Linked DNA regions of Mus musculus: region 2 is linked to region 1. Evidence: chromatin contacts called from public Hi-C data. All regions are on one chromosome and are shown on one strand. Each heading gives the region's core, a stretch centred on a gene start, on an enhancer-like site or on the middle of the called end of the contact. The rest is flanking DNA. Distances are from core to core; before and after follow the strand shown.

Region 1 (4,159 bases), core at 652-3,151:
ATTTGGTGGGGCAAGAGCTGGCAGGATACCTTGTCCCTGGGGATGGAAGGGAGAGGTATGGGGCATAGGTGGGGAGTGATGCCAAGTAGGCAGGAGGGAAGTGTGTGTTGAAGAGGGAAGGAAAGGAAGAGACATGGGAGCCTGCAGCTTTGGCCACCGGCATCCTAGAAACTGGAAATCAGCTGTGATGCTTGTTCTTGTACTGTTGACAGCATAAAAGGGCACATAGTGGGGACAGATAATGCATAGAAAGCTCAAGGGAAACCAATATAACCATTACTAAATTAACCAAACTGAGGTGATCTTTAAGCAGTGAACTGAAGGGTCACCCAACATGAAGCAGAGTCCTGGGGAGCTCACCTAACATCTGTGAGCTCCTGGCTTTGACCCCCCACCCCCCAGCAATGAAGATGAAAAAAAAATCTAGGATCAGTTATGTACTTGAAGTTCTAGACATATCTGGAACTTTTTCTTATTGTCTTACCTTTCACTTATTTCTAATATATAATAAAAACATACACATGAATAGATATGTATAAATAACATCAATATTCATATTTTTCTGACTATAAAATAATGCTTACTTTAGAAAATTTAAAGTATATTTACAAAGTCATAGAAAAAATTGTCTACAAGTTTATAGCAGCTACAACAGTTCTATAATTGGATTTCTGAATTACCCTTAGAGGGTGTGTGTGTGTGTTCACACGCGCGCACATGAGTGCTCAGGAGTCATCCTTAAGACCACTGAACATTTCCTTTAAAGCAGAGTCTCTCATTGACTGAGACCTTATCCTCTAGGCTAGACCAGCCAGCATCAGGATCCTCCTGTCTCTGCATCTTCAGCGCTGGGGTTATAGGTGCTCTGGCTTTTACATGGGTGCTGAGGATTGAATTGAAGTCTCCATGCTTGTTTGACCAGCACCCACTCACTGACGGACCTTCACCGTCCCTGTATCACAGTGTTTGGGATGATTTCCCTGTTGTCAGGAAGTTTGTTTCCGTTTCCGAACCGCTATCAACAGAACCGCTTTGGACCACCTCATAGAAAACGTTTCCTCCACCTGTCTTAGAATAGGTGCAGAATTCCAATTTCGGCTCTTTTGAATCCAGATGAAATCCGGGAGGGGATTTCAATTTGCATCTGGACTTTTAGTTGCTTAACAGTGGCTAAAGGTTGTCCGTTGGAGCCCAGTGCTATGGCTGCTTCCAAAGTTAACTTGGTTTTAATGTCAATTAATAGAAAATGTGTCCAGGCCACCTTTGGAGAGAGGTGCAGAGGTGCAAGTGGACCAGCCAATGGGACTTGTGGCTGTTTAGGATGATATAGGGCTTTTCCGTGTTTGTAAAATGAAGTCTTTTTATTTCCCTAGTCACAGTTTACAAAACATTGGAAAAGACAAGCCAGCAACGGATTGGGTTCCAACACAATGGAATTCTTCAAAGGAAATTAGGTTCCCTCCTTGGGGACTGAGGCTTCATCTTGCACAGCATATTTGGTGCTTGGCTTCCGTTGTAGAGATCACTTCTTAAGTACATGTGACAGCGAGAGCCCCGCCCATCACATCTTTACTCAAATAGGACTGCTCTGTACGTACCAGACGTGTTTGGTCAATAAGCTGTTTAAATATCAGTGCATTTATAAACAGGTGGGCAGATAGTGCTGCCTCTTGCCCTCCTTGGTTAGCATCCAACTTCCGGTAACTGAAGAATTAACACAGTTCCCAGCGGGATCATCATTATGCTCTAAGGGTGACCTTAAATATGTTTAAAAACACCCCCAATTTCAGGTAGAAGGATGGGAGAGACAAGCAAATGGTCTCTTCGCCCAGGTGAGCCTGCCTTTATAGTCTTTCCCAGAAGCCTTCGCTTCTCAGCTCCTGTTTACAGCTTACTGGCTGCTGCTTCCTGCAGTGCAGGCTGGGTAATGTAGTTCTGCAGCTAATTTGCTTTATCCCTCCAAGAATATAATAATAGCGTGAAGCTCAGAATTATGAAGATTAAGCGAAGAAGCAGAGGCGCTGAATAAGAAAAGAGCAGCTTATAAGCAGGTTTAGCAACATTTGTTGTGGCTGCAGAGGAGGAGGCTGTGTTTTATACCTTAGTATGAGTAACAGTCTAAATCAAGACATTTGGGGACATTTTCCCGTTATAGTTTTTCCTTCTCTTTCTTCCCCTCCCTCTCTGCTTTGGGACAGGACGGGGGTGGAAGGAGACTGATGTTCCCTCTCCAATAAGGAAGAATGAGCTGCTATTTCTAGTTGCCAGGAAAAAGCCATGGTAATTCTCTGTCGAACAGCCTGAGAACACACCTTTTAAACTGGGTGTGGTGGCCACACCTGCAACCCCGGCACTCTGGAGGAGCAGGGAAGGCGACCTTAAGGTCCAGACTGTGCTATCTTTAGTAAGGCCTTGAAACTAACAAAGCTGGGGATATAGCTTTCTTTTAGGTAGAGCACCTGCCTAGCATATTTAAGATCCCAAGGTTAATCCGCAACACTGAAGGAAAAAAAAAAAAAAAAAAACGAAGCAAAACACCTCTCCAAACACAACCCACAACAAACAAACAAGCAACCGTTAACTAAAAAGAATCCCCTCTTTAAAACAAAAACAAATACCCCTGCCTTCCCCATCCTCAAGCTGGTAGGAGTATAAATGGGAAGGCCACTTGATAGTATTTAGCAAAACAGAAAATGCACCCACCGTTTGACCCAACAAGTCTACTTCCTGTAGTCTATTCTAAGAAATCGCCCTTTGCCCGTGTGAATGTGTTCACACAAAGATACCGATTGTCCTGCAGGCTTCAAAGGGGGCAGACTGGAAACCGAAGGGGCACTCATCAATAGGGGATTTGTTACTCCACTTTGTGGTATATCCATTTTGAAGCAGGCTTACTGTATAGGGATCTGAAAATCTACAAACTATCTGAAGAATCAGCAAGCTGTACAGCTATTGGAAGGGAACGTAAGTGATGGGGCTTTTTGGAAGAGTGTCTGCCGCTATGCCTGTGTGGAAGGGCCGGGCAGGACTCACACTGTCAGCCGTGGGAGGCAGTGGGAAGAGCTTGAAGGGACTCTTCAGTCTCCCTCTCTATGTTGCTTAACTCTTTCAACCGGAATGCGTTCATGAATTATTTATGCAATTAAAAAACTCCCGTTGACAAACCTGTAGAGTCTGCTGGAGCTGGCTGGCTGGAGAGAGGCATCTTCCAGGAGTGGCAGATGAAAGATTGTTGCATTTTCAGCACGGCTTAAAAATAATGCGTTAAAATGAATGTAAATAACTTTTAATGCTTGCATAAGGAACACTGCCAAGGCTCAGCTACTTCTTTTTTTTTTTTTTTTTTTTCATTTTTTTTATTAGGTATTTAGCTCATTTACATTTCCAATGCTATACCAAAAGTCCCCCTTACCCACCCACCCCCACTCCCCTACCCACCCACTCCCCCCCTTTGGCCCTGGCGTTCCCCTGTACCGGGGCACACAAAGTCTGCGTGTCCAATGGGCCTCTCTTTCCAGTGATGGCCGACTAGGCCATCTTTTGATACATATGCAGCTAGAGTCAAGAGCTCAGGGGTACTGGTTAGTTCATAATGTTGTTCCACCTATAGGGTTGAAGTTCCCTTTAGCTCCTTGGGTACTTTCTCTAGCTCCTCCATTGGGAGCCCTGTGATCCATCCATTAGCTGACTGTGAGCATCCACTTCTGTGTTTGCTAGGCCCCGGCATAGTCTCACAAGAGACAGCTACATCTGGGTCCTTTCAGTAAAATCTTGCTAGTGTATGCAATGGTGTCAGCATTTGGAAGCTGATTATGGGGTGGATCCCTGGATATGGCAGTCTCTACATGGTCCATCCTTTCATCTCAGCTCCATACTTTGTTTCTGTAACTCCTTCCATGGGTGTTTTGTTCCCACTTCTAAGGAGGGGCATAGTGTCCACACGGCTCAGCTACTTCTTGTTGTATGGCAGCTCCATTCTGGGTACCAGACATCTATTAACTTGTTTAATTTTCATGACAAGTTTGGCATTGACGCTCTTGTGATTTTCTGTTTAATTGATGAAGAAACAGAGGCACAGGGAGGTGAAGTAGGTTATCCAAAGCGACAGACACTCTGTGGGAGAGTGGGGACTGGAGTGCAGGGTTGAAGCCCATGCGTG
Region 2 (3,951 bases), core at 1,318-3,817, 270 kb after region 1:
ACTCCCCAGCTCAGCAACCCTACGACTCTGTAGGCCGTTCCTATCTTGGATACATTTGTGCTGATTACAAAACGCTGAAAATCCTCTAGAAATGTTCTTTATCCAAATCACTCACTCTTTCTTAAACTACTGACATGCTGGGCAATTTATGGTGGGGTCCAGGTTTAGTTAGCTATCAGAGGATGGAGACACCAAGTTGTGATATTATCACTGGGAGATAAAGATACAAGGTACCAATGCCATTCTTTTTTTATCTGCCATAATTTTGAAACAGTTTTTTATTAAATCCCATGTCCCTGGGACTACTACTGTATTAGCTACTGTTGGAATTAGCATTATTATGGGTCACTGAATTTTGTCATAATCCTTTACACTGGGTGGGACGTTCTCTTCCATGTATGTATAGTATAGAAACATCACAAAGATAGTTTCACCCACACCTGTGTTTTAAAGAAGTTTGATGATTAGAAATAATTTGTTAGAAAATCTTTTAATGATTTCTTTTCTATCCTAAAGAGTCATCTCAGTAGCCTTCCAGTTGAGCTGGAGACGGTGGTGTCAGATGTTGGAGAGAGGGAACAACTGTGTCTGGCTTGGATTTTTGTCAGTTCCCAAGGGACTCTCTCTCAGAGACAGCTGGGAGCAGAGCATCCTTGGTTCTCTGTGTCTCTAGAGGGGGAAACCAACCTTGCCTTGTCTCATCCTCTCTGCACAGTGTCAAGGACGAATGTGCGTTAAGACTCCTGTGAGAGCCGGGCAATGGTGGCACATGCCTTTAATCCCAGCACTTGGGAGGCAGAGGCAGGGTTTGAGGCCAGCCTGGTCTACAGAGTGACTTCCAGAACAGCCAGGGCCACACAGAGAAACCCTGTCTCGAAAAAAACAAAAACCAAAAAACCGAAAAAAAAAAAATTCCTGTGAGGAGATTGGAAACCGGAGTCCAGTTACAAACACCTGTCTTGAAATTCAGTCAAGCCCTGTATTAACAGATATGAATTGTGTGTGTGTGCCTTGTGGCTATGTATTGCTGTGCATTTTATGTCTCATTCCTGCCAACTTTGTTTTATTCACACTCATTTCATGTTGAATATTGTTTCTTTCATTACTCCTATAACCTTACAGATGATGAGCCAGAAAGGTGTACATGTGTACCTATGTGAGTACTCACATATGCGCACGCGCAAACACACACGCGCGCGCGCACACACACATCATTGCTGCCTTAAAAAAATAGTCCTTCACTTTAAGTTGTTCTTGATATATTTCACTAAAGAATACAGAGTAGAGGTGCAAAAAAAGCTATAATTAGGTAAACAATGTGGATGGCAGTGTTTTAGGCAGTGAGCTGGGGTGAGGGACTATTCTGGAAGTTCCACAACCTATTTTAGCTTACATCATGCTTGCCAGAATCCATTCACATGTTCATAATCAGCTATGAGGGAGTCTGGGAAGCAAAAGATTCACCAGCTCTGTGCTCGGGGATCTTTTTGTAAAGAAAACGGGTCATGAGGACTTCAAACAGGCAACTCACAGCCATATGCAAAGCAAAGCAGTACGTCTGGGGCTGTTCTTGGGAATGGAGTTCTAAAGCAAAATAAAAATTATAAGATGGAAAAATAATGATAAATCCTGTCTCCCGCAATCTGAGCTGAATTATGGATGTTTTGACTCCTAGGCTGCCTGCTGTGTGCTTCATCAGCAAGCAGAACGCACCGCGAAGGCAGAGCCCAAGGTCAGTCCCTTGTTTACTGAATATAAGAGATTCCCTGTGGCATGTCACACAGATGGAAACAGGGCATCCGTGTCACACAGATGGAAACAGGGCATCTGGAGACACCCTACTCATAAGCAAGGACAGTCATCTCGGTTCTTGGAAGGGCACTGGGAACCCCACACCAAGGGCAGGCACCACCCACTCTGGTACTTCTGCCTTCTAATCTCACTCAAGAGATCCCTCTGTGTGTCGGGATGCTGAGGTGAATTGAACTTCCTAGGTCTGAGAACTAGGGCAACTGGGTGCTCACTGAACATGGAAAAATTGTAAAAACATAATCAGTTATTTGTTTCTGTGTGTTCTGTTTCTGTGTATCCCACTAACTCCAAGTGGGAAAGAGTCCTGGATATATTGCATTCGTATTGCATCTGTATAGGCTGTCCCCCATCCTTCAACCCTAAGCAATGTGATCTTTATAAAGCATTTATGTTATATAAGGTATGAGGATGTAACTAAGTATCCAGGAAGATATGCAGATGCACAGATTAAACACAAACCCGTTGCTACTTTCTATTAAAGGACCGTGTATATCTTCAGAGCTTGGTATTGGAGGGCTGCTGGCCCTCTCCTCCTGCAGATGCCAAAAGACACCTATGCCTTGTTTTATGCTGCAGATACCTTGACACACAAGCTAGTGCAAGAAAGGTGTGGCACTTTACCCACTCCTCCTCTTTTCTCCTTGCTCTTAACTATTTTTGACCAAAAAGTGTTCGTTGCCTGAGTAGAATTAGGTCAGACTGAAGCTGAATATCAAGCTGACAGAGGGGGAGCTAAGCTAGTGCCAGCATCGACTAAATGAGGAGTTAAAAAGAAAGTCTCACTCTGAATCCAAATATGGGAATTTAGAAGGGAAAGGGCTAATATTAGACTGCACAAGAATTAGTACAAAAAGGTACGTTCATTGCCAGGAACTGGGAGTTTTGATCCATCTCCGTATTTTACTGTGCAAGAGCCATACTGTGTGGGTGTTTAGAGGGTCAAACATTAACTATTAAGATAAAAGGTATTATTATTTTAGTTTGGAAGGTCTTGAAAAGTGGCCCTCATCATTTCTCTTCAAAGACACAGCCTGACACACGTTACTATTGCAGGACCATTTCTTAAGAGTCTTTATAGAGTCCGCTGCTCTGCCATCAAGGGAACAGCTCCCAACAGCCTCGCTTTCGTATAGAAATAACAATCTCATTAATGATGCTAAGTTTATATTGTAAATACATTATCACCCCTCTCACACCAACTGCTATGTTAAAAAATAATTACTAATTGGTTTCAGCAAATGCATTATAAAAAGGTGGCTAATTTTAACTATTTTCCTCCTCTCCGTTTTAGAACAACAACAACGACAAAAAAAAAAAAAAAAAAATTGGAATGATTCAGAGAAAGCAATCTGTTACCTGGAAGAATTTAAGGGTTTTAAAAAAATGATCTTTGATCAAAGTTTTTTAGAGTCTTATGCAAATGATGTCTCAGGTAAGAATTGGACTGAGCTGAAGCCCACAGCCTGCATCTTCCTCCCCAGATGTAGTGATAAAAAATAAACATATTTTACTTTCCTAAGTTCCGTTCCTACAGTCCTTCTCAGAGACCTTCTAAAATGCTGCCTGACCCTCCATCACACTCTCAAGTATTCTTCTAGATTTTTCCCTCCTTTCCCCCTCAATACCTGTTCTCAGTGAAGTGCCTGGCCTCTTTCTGCCTGCCTGCCTGCCTGCCTGTTGCTGTGTTGATAATAGACTAAGTCTCTAAAAATGTAAGCCGGCCCCCAATATAACGCTTCCTTTCATAAGAGTTGCCTTGGTTATGGTGTGTCTTCACAGCAATAGAACTGTGACTGAAACACCTACTATCATTATTACTGTTTTTTGGTGTGGGTTAGGGTGCCATCATGAACTGTGGGTTTAAGGATTTGTTTGAGAGAGAAGGAAATGACAAGGACAAGATTCATCATCTAGGAAGTTCATTTCTTTACTGAGTTCAGATCAAGGCTCTGGAAATAGTGAGAGACTAAAATCACCGTCATCTACCTTACACAGTGTGAAGCCTAAATGAATTCACATTTAGGGGAAGAGCATGAGTTTCTTGGCGCCAGAGAGATTTGGATAATGGCGTGTGGTTGTTCAAACTGTATGGCCATAGGCAACCACTTATATGGTATCTTCAGCCAAAACATTAGACTG

The links. A called contact is a pair of places that touch in the nucleus more often than the background predicts.
Region 2: a Hi-C map of cortical neurons shows a contact between it and region 1, with 2.0 times the contacts expected there. The contact joins two enhancer-like sites. A contact is called at or near these places in 2 of 484 Hi-C or Micro-C datasets (both in cortical neurons) and 2 of 115 datasets of contacts at active chromatin or transcription factors (CD8 T cells and neural progenitor cells).

What each region holds. Positions count from the first base shown.
Region 1 is chr3:52,508,675-52,512,833 of GRCm38.p6, forward strand. No RefSeq gene overlaps it. Among named protein-coding and RNA genes, the nearest start is that of Gm30173, 6.2 kb to the right of the region's middle. Within about 2 kb of position 1,902, at least 65 of the 459 cell types and tissues checked have an H3K27ac peak or open chromatin away from gene starts, as enhancers often do. A contact at or near this core is called in cortical neurons, where this site is marked.
Region 2 is chr3:52,773,539-52,777,489 of GRCm38.p6, forward strand. It overlaps Gm2447 (predicted gene 2447), which reads left to right. Exons shown (of 4, transcript NR_038079.1): 4 at 1,676-3,116. Among named protein-coding and RNA genes, the nearest start is that of Gm30292, 22 kb to the right of the region's middle. Within about 2 kb of position 2,568, at least 12 of the 459 cell types and tissues checked have an H3K27ac peak or open chromatin away from gene starts, as enhancers often do. A contact at or near this core is called in cortical neurons, where this site is marked.